Linked DNA regions of Sus scrofa: region 2 is linked to region 1. Evidence: chromatin contacts called from public HiChIP or PLAC-seq data. All regions are on one chromosome and are shown on one strand. The core of a region is the stretch at or near the end of the contact, and the rest is flanking DNA. Distances in the headings are between cores, read along the strand shown.

Region 1 (4,101 bases), core at 92-2,591:
CAATAGAAACGCATGAACGAATGTACTTAAACAATCCAGCCCTCCCCAGCCCACCTCTTCTTATTTTAGTCCTTCCAATTGAGTCATGAAACTCGCACAAAGACATCAAGAAGTCCCTGCTGTTCTGTCCCCAAGTCAGCGAACGGAAGACGTGTCCCCTTTATTATCTTCAAAAAGTGAAATCTAAGTGCCTGGGTGGAAGGGAGGAGGTAGGGTCTCACATGTTTGGGCGTCAGTTTGGGTCTACGAGTGTGCCTGTTATTATTTTTAAATTAATTACCAAGCAGTTATGGAATAATGTTTTAAAAGATGGGGAAAATTAGGCTGTAGGGTAACAATAATTCTCTCGAGTGAAGGACCCTCTCCAAATAAGTATTCATTCATTGGGCACCTGTGTAACTTGAAGTTTAGAGTAAATTTTTGAGGAAATACCGAGCGTATCAGGAGTTATTCCAATGCAAAGGGCAAATATCGCTAAAATAATTTTTTTTTAAAGAAAAAACGCTCCATACTTTACAGTCAATGCCTAGAGGGAGGGCAGACCGCGAGCGCAAAAACACGCGGAGACACCTGACCTTGCCCACAAGTCGAACAGTTCGGCACCCCTCCCCCGAGCTTCCCCGGGAGCCGGTTCACGCCATCCCAAGTGCTCAGTCTGCCTGTTCCCAGCACCTGCCTGGCAGGGACATGGGAATCTCCACGGAAGACGAACGGGTCTGAAAGGAGGCGGCCTCGGAAACGCAGAGGCCCGGGAGAAAAGGATTCCTAGTGGAAAAGGAGGACAGGACCTTCGGGGAGGATGAGGCCGGGCGGCTAGGGGCTCGGGAAGACACGGCTGGGGAGGACGACGGGGGCATAGCGGGGGGAGGAGTGAGGAGGACCCAGATGAGGTGAGAGGTCGGCGGCCTCCGGCGGGCAGCCTACAGGGAAGACCGGAGGGGCTGGGAGGCCCGGGAGGCCTGGGGGCGCGGAGGGAGGACGGCAGGGGCAGGGGCTGCGGTGGCCGCGACCAGCCCCAGCGCGCGGACTCACGTTCTCCCACCAGCAGGATCCGCACGTCTTTCTTCATGTCGGCGGCTCGCAGGGGCCGAGCTCGGCCCGCACGCATGGAGCGGACTGCTCTCGCCGGGAGCGCCCAGCCCGCGGCGCCGCTCTCCCCGCGCTGCCGGCGCCGCCCCGCCCGAGCCTCGACCGCCCCGGCCTGCCGCGCCGCCTCCTCGGCTGCTTCCCCGCTCGCGAGCCGGGACAGCGCCAGCTCCGCCTCCTCCGGCTCCGCGGGCGGCGGCGGCGGCGGCGGCGGGGCCGACGGGGAGCCGCGAGGGACAAGCGCTTTCGGAACGCGAACGCTCTCGGAGCGGGAGCCGCGCCCCCGCGGTCAGGCTCTCCGCAGGGCATCGCCAGGGAGTCTCGCCCATCCTCCTCCGGGAACATCGGCTTTGGACGGGGAGTTTGAGTAGCAGAGTGTTACCCACTGACCCTATTTCTTTTACAAAATATGAGCAGGAGAATTTCCTTGTCTAACTAAGGTCACACAACTAGAACTTGGCAGTGTGACTCACGGCGGGCATATTCTCGCCAAACTATATAAACTCCAGGCGGGTGGCGACCTGTCTACCTGGTTTTCAGCAGCATTCCCCACCTTATCGGACAAAGCCCTCAGAAAGCGCTTGTTTGCGTAAAAGATGACTACATCCCTAGACAGAGTCCTTTCCACTACCCAGAGCCCACCACTCTAGCAGCCTTTTATCTGTGATGTTTATAAAATACGATTCTAAATAATGAGATTAGTTTCTGCACTACGTAAACATTCATTTCTTTGCAACCAAACTAAGTGATTTCCTCCCTCTTCGTGGTCTACTTTTACACAGGGTCTTCTGATACTTCTCCATACGTTATAGGTTTGCCCAGCGCAGGACTGGGCACATTGGTGGCACAGGATAATAAACCCTTACTGATTTTTCTGATGTTGCCTTAATTTCCTCCTGACTCTCTCAGTCTGGAGGAATTTGTTGCCATATCTCTAATGCTTGAGCAGTGCTTGGCATACAGTGGGAGATAGATGGATAGATGGATGGATAGATACATATGGAAATATATAGAATAAATGAGGAAATTCACTGTGCATAATGTGCCTTTTATCTTAAATATTGAAAAATGATTTTTTTAAGGAAATAAAATGCACACAGTACCAATCCCCTTTTCTGCTAGGAGAACCCCAGTCGTCTGGTGCAGCAGTTAAGAGCTGCTGATAAACTGCTTAGGCTTGACTCCAGAGCCCATCACCTAATAGTTATGTGATCCAGAGCAGGTTATTTGACTTCTCAAGCCTGCCCCTTCTTCTCTAACAGGGCAATAATGATCATATTACCTACCTACTCAAGTTGTTGTGAAAAATAATTAAGATAATAAATAAACACCAAGCATTTGGAATAGTGCCAGACTCAGTACTTGGTTTACTGATAGCTGTGCTTACTATCTTAAAGGTCACTGAAAAGCTGAAAACCACAAATTTTGAGGCAAATTCCTTGTTATGTTTACAACAGTATTTCACCATCTTTGTTATAATGATATCCCAAAGGAGCACAGGGGTGGAAGCCCTTCCAGAAAACGCTCTCACTGTGGTGAAAGGAGGAAGACAGGAAAGACGTACTTCTCTGCTCACTGAGGGCTTGATGGCCTGATCTTTTCAGGGAAAGTATTCCTCAGAATGTTAATATTACAGAGTGTTTGAGGAGTTCCCATTGTGGTGCAATGGTTAAGAATCTGACTGTTGGGAGTTCCTGTCATGGCTGAACCCGACTAGCATCCATGACGTTGAAGGTTCAATCCCTGGTCTCGCCTAGTGGGTTAAGGATCCGACACTGGGGTGAGCTGTGGTGTAGGTGGCAGATGGGGCTCGGATCCTGAGCTGCTATCGCTGTGGAGTAGGCTGACAGCTACAGCTGTAATTGGACCCCTAGCCTGGGACCCTCCATATGCCGTGCGTGCAGCCCTTAAAAAAAAAAAAAAAAGAGAGAGAGAGAGAGAAAGAAAGAGAGAAAAGAATCCAACTGCAGCAGCTGAGGTTGCTGAGGAGGTGCAGGCTCAATCCCCAGCCCAGCACAGTGGGTTAAAGTATCCAGTGTTGCTTCAGCTGTGGCAAAGTTTCCAGCTGAGGCTTGGATTCAATCCCTGGCCCAGGAACGTCTATATGCATCAGGCAACCATTAAAAAAATAATAAGTTGGAAGGACCCTTACAGAGCAACCATTAAAAAAATAATAAGTTGGAAGGACCCTTACAGAGCCCTTATTCTAATGCCATTACTCTGTAGCTAAGACACACAAGGTCCAGAGAGACACAGTGACTTGCCAAAGAAATGTCAGCTGAGACGGAGCCTGGGCTCTGCCTTCCTGACCATGGGACTCTAGGCAAGTCACAGTTTCCTCAGTTTCCTCTCTACCAAACAGAGAGGGCTGGTTTCCTCTTTAGCCCTCTACTTCAGGGAGTAGTTTGGAGGATCCCATAAAATAATGTATCATATGTGAGAAAGCTTTTTCTCGGAGTTCCCTTGTGGCTAGGTGGGTTAAGAATCCTGCATGGTCACTGCTGCGGTTTGAGTTCAATCCCTGGGCTGGGAACTAGCACATGCCTCGGGTGTGACCAAAAAAGAAAAGAAAAAAAAAAAAAAAAGAAAAAAAAACCTTTTCCGGAGTTCCCCTCGTGGCGCAGTGGTTAACGAATCCGACTAGGAACCATGAGGTTTCGGGTTCGGTCCCTGCCCCTGCTCAGTGGGTTAAGGATCCGGCGTTGCCGTGAGCTGTGGTGTAGGTTGCAGACGAGGCTCGGATCCCGCGTTGCTGTGGATCTGGCGTAGGCCAGTGGCTACAGCTCCGATTCGACCCCTAGCCTGGGAACCTCCATATGCCACCAGAGCGGCAAAAAGACAAAAAAAAAAAAAAAAAACCTTTTCCTTAAAAAAATAAGTTACACAAATATGAGCTCACAAAGGACAAAAGCCCTATACAGAGGGCCAAGTTCTTTAAGGCACTGCTTCCTCCAAAAAAGACTTTGTAGAGAATCTTGACCCCAAGAGCCCTGGATCACCATTGCCAGCGGAGTT
Region 2 (4,306 bases), core at 1,099-3,598, 140 kb after region 1:
GAGCTTTAGGAGTTCCCATTGTGGCTCAGTGACAATGAACCCGACTAGTATCCATGAGGATGCAGGTTCAATTCCTGGCCTTGCTCAGTGGGTTAAGGATCCAGTGTTGCTGTGAGCTGTGGTGTAGATCACAGATATGGCTCAGATCTGGCATTGCTGTGGCTGTGGTGTAGGCCAGTGACTACAGCTCTGATTCAGTCCCTAGCCTGGGAACCCCCATATCCCGTGGGTAGTCCTAAAAAGACCAAAAAAAAAAAAAAAAAAAGAAAAAGAAAGAATGTGTGACATGAATAGGCAGGCAACTTAACAGAATGGACACAAAAACTAGAAAAGGATACATGTATATTTAAGACTTTGGTATATATAAATGTAACAATAGTTACACTCAAGTTAGTGGGCAAAGAAGTTAATACATAGCATTGGGGCAAATTTCTAACCATTTGGATAAACATGAGGCAAAAGAGAGACAGATTAAAACTTTACATCTTAAAATGAAATGGTAAATGTATTAGAAGAAATGCTAATGAGTTGTTAGTATTATTATTATCCTGAGATGGTACCAGAGGCTCTGGAGTCAAGCAGATCTAAGTTTGAGTGCTGGCTCTGAAAGCTACCAGCATGGGACCCTAAGCAAATTACTTTTAATTTTCTAATTTATTTTTCTACCTTAATTCAACTTTTAATTCTTAACTTTCTCTCATCTTTAGAATACAGATAATAACACCTCAACACAGGATTGCTATTAGGTAAAATAATGTGTATAAGGCCTTTACTGTCACAATACTAAACAATATTTGGTGCCCTGAAATAGTACTCTAAGCAGGGCACCAAAAGAAGAAATTGTAACAAAAAGATTCAGAAACTGACCAAACAAAAAGCAAGAATTGCGTAATTCAAGTTATCAAAAATTCTTCACACCCAAGACAAACCCAGCAACTGCCTTGATCCAGCAAACAAGCATCTGCATAACAAATATTAACAAGAAGGCAAAAAGTACTCAATTCTATTTATTTATTTTTGCTTTTTAGGGCCGCACCTACAGCAAATGAAAGTTCCCGGGCCAGAGGTCAAACTGGAGCTGCAGCTGCCAGCCTACACCACAGCCACAGCCATGCCAGATCCTTAACCCACTGAGCAAGGCCAGGAATTGAACCTGCAACCCCATGGACACTAGACAGGTTCATTACCACTGAGCCACAACAGGAACTCCCAAAAGTACTCAATACTAAAAAGTAAGAAACAGTCCCAGTTCAGTGAGTGAACCTATGTCTTGGCTCACTTCAATGACACCAGTATGCATATGTCAGTTACAAGGCTAGCTTGGGATGAAAAGGTGTGAAAATATAGCAAAATTGTCTACTTGATGATACTCCACTACTTTATGACATTAGAATCTCTTTAGTGCATTTCACTGAAACTAGAACACATAAGAATAAACAGCATACCAAGCTGAGACTTCTTCCTGCAGTATCTTAAGTTCTAGAGCAATGAGAAAGTGATTTTTAAATTATGTACCTTGTTTGATTCCTGTAGTGACACACCAAGTGCTATTCCTAGCACAGGTGGGTGGACAAAAAGATTCTTTTCCACGCTAAAGTTCTGTGATTCCTTATCCAGACTTGACCCTGGAAGACTCCATGACATTTCACTAGTCCAAATTATCAAGTTTCAGGAACATTTCAGGATCTATAAACTGGTCCTTAACTAGGCCCCTCAACATCCTCAATCCTAATGTTTATGGGTACCTACCGCGGCTTTAGGACACACTCCAGCGACTGTTCCACCCAAAGACACAACAAAGGGGCCTCACCAGGTCCCTTCTTTCCCCTCATAGATCCTAGATCAGAACCCTCTTTCACCCACCTCCAACAAATAGAGATACTCAAGCTCACCTCAATCTCGTAATCCCTCACCGGAGGGGTGGCAGCTGCAGCCGCCATGGCCAGGACCCCACCATGCTCCCTGCTTCCCGGAATCCCAGCTCCTAGGACCTTACGCAGCCCGGTCCGACCTGTCTGGAGGCCATGGAGGCAGCCTGCTCCAACGGGAGCAAGAAGCTGGGCCGCGGGGTCTGCCTGGAACCCCCCGCGTCCACCGCCCGGGTGGTCGCAAAGGCTGGGCCGAGAGCTCAGCTGACTCGAACGCGGGAAGAGGTGGTGAGAAAGCGCGAAGAGGACCCTGTAGCGCGGTCGGTGGGGGGTACCTCCAACGAGGACACTCCAATTCCGACGTCGGGCCCAGGACCTCGGAGGGAAAACCAGGCCAAACGTAGACCCAACCCGCGGGCTTCCCAGGGAATTCTTGTCAATTGGGTTTTCGCGCCGTCCGGAGCGCAGGGGGCGGAGCTTAGATCGCTTCCGGAGGCTGCGCGGACGGTGAGCCGAGAAGGCCAAAATGGTTCTTAGGCGAAACTGCCGGAGGCGGGATTATTCATTTGGCTCTAAACGTAGCTGGGATCGTTGTTTTCCGCAACCGCTCTGGTCGCTGATGAGTAGCGGTTCGATCCCCCTGTCGGGCGCAATAGGCTAAGGATCTCGCCTGGCCGTAGCTGCAAAATACAGAGTATGTGGGGTACGTCTCAGCTGCGGCTGGGATTCCATCCCTGGCCCCGAAACGTCCATATTCCACCTGTTCGGCTGAAAAACAAGTAAAAGTAACGGAGATTTTGGAGATTCAAACTCCTCACCCCAGTTTCACGGATGAGAATGTGATTTGACTAAAGTCCGTTGGTGGCAGAATTAAAACCCTAGACTTTTGACGACCTAGACTAGTCCCATTTAAGTGTAAATTCGAAAAATACAGGAAAGGGAATAGCTGTTGATTACACTCCTTCCACACGACTTAAAATGTTACTTTGGCAAGCGACCTACCTCGCTACCTACTAGGGGTCCGAGAATTGACCTTTACCCCTAATTGAGCTCAGGAGGCATTTTTTCCCATGGATTTCGTCCTAGCAAGAAGCCAGGAGCCCAAGTTCATGGCCTCAGCTGGCTGGCGTGTGTTCCAGCTGTCGCAGGGTACCTGTAGTTTGCTAGTTTGTAGTGATGATAATCTCATACGTCATTTTCATTGTTTTCATGAATTTGCCTTACTTTGCTTTTTTACATTAAACTTGCAATATACAAGAGTATGTTTATTTTCTTTGAGTCCATAGTTTTATCTGCAGGATATGTAAGGGCTGAAACAAAACAGGTAAATGTACCTATCAAATATTAACGGGAAGCCACCTTGTTAGGTCGGGTTATGCAAACTGATTTTAACTGTTCACATTATTGTCTGTGTGTATGGTTTATGTCTGGACAACATGAAGGGTACAAATTTTTCCGATGAAATAAATGGTAGTTACTTTTCCTTTGAAAATTATTTGCCTTGGATGTGGTTTTTAGGGAGATTGCACTAAATATAAACTCTTTTGTTGTTATGGTTTGTTTTTTTAATAACCCACTGGGTATGGGAACACCAACCACTCAAGGAGGAGGGAGAGGAGAATGAGAAAAAGGAGGAGCAAGAGCAGGGAGGAGGAAAAGGAGGAAAAATCAATTAGAAAATTACAGAAAAAAATCTGAAAGTGTCCTTGATTTCCACCCCAAAACTCAGTCTCTTCACTCTAAAGGTAGCCAATATCACCTATTCCGTGGATACCACTGCAGCCTTTATTAATACTTTTACGAACGTATATGTATCCATAGAAAAGCCTTTCATTTTGTCTTCCTTTACATGAAAGTTAGCAATATAGGGGCGTTCCTGATGGTCTAATGGTTGGGATTAGGTGCTTTTACTGCTTTGGCCCTAGTTCCATCCCTGGTCTGGGAACTAAGATCCCACAGCAAGTCCCTGCACACTACTGGGGGAAAAAAAAAGAGTAACAATGTAAACATCACTTAGCAATTTACTTTTTTTCATTCTTCAGTTTTCCAAAGCTGTCAATCCATGATACATTCAGGCCTGATTCATTCCCTTTCATACCTGAGCATTTGACCCAATGATGCACGTTTTATTTTATAATGATTTTTATTTTTTCCATTATAGCTGGTTTACAGTGTTCCGTCAATTTTCTACTGTACAGCAAGGTGACCCAGTTACACATACAAGCATACATTCTTTTTTCTCACATTATCATGCTCCATAAATGACCAGACATAGTTCCCTATTCAGCAGGATCAACTATGCACATTTTATAGATCCATTTCCTTAGTAAGGACAATTGAAGTTCTATTTTCTGTTATCCATGAGTCAATGAAAATTCTTGTCTCCTTGAACACATGTAATTGCTGGATTATAGGGTATGTCTCTAGTGCTTTTTATT

What was found. HiChIP or PLAC-seq counts read pairs in DNA pulled down with a chosen protein or histone mark.
Region 2: a contact with region 1 is called in an H3K27ac HiChIP or PLAC-seq map of alveolar macrophages. The contact joins the promoter of ATAD5 here to the promoter of RHOT1 in region 1. A contact is called at or near these places in 1 of 5 promoter capture datasets (liver) and 1 of 2 datasets of contacts at active chromatin or transcription factors (alveolar macrophages).

Annotation. Positions count from the first base shown.
Region 1 is chr12:42,782,130-42,786,230 of Sscrofa11.1, forward strand. It overlaps RHOT1 (mitochondrial Rho GTPase 1), which reads right to left and starts at 1,342. Exons shown (of 20, transcript XM_013989961.2): 1 at 1,033-1,342. The coding sequence starts at 1,108.
Region 2 is chr12:42,918,090-42,922,395 of Sscrofa11.1, forward strand. ATAD5 (ATPase family AAA domain-containing protein 5) reads right to left here and starts at 2,349. Exons shown (of 23, transcript XM_021067456.1): 1 at 1,893-2,349. The coding sequence starts at 1,940.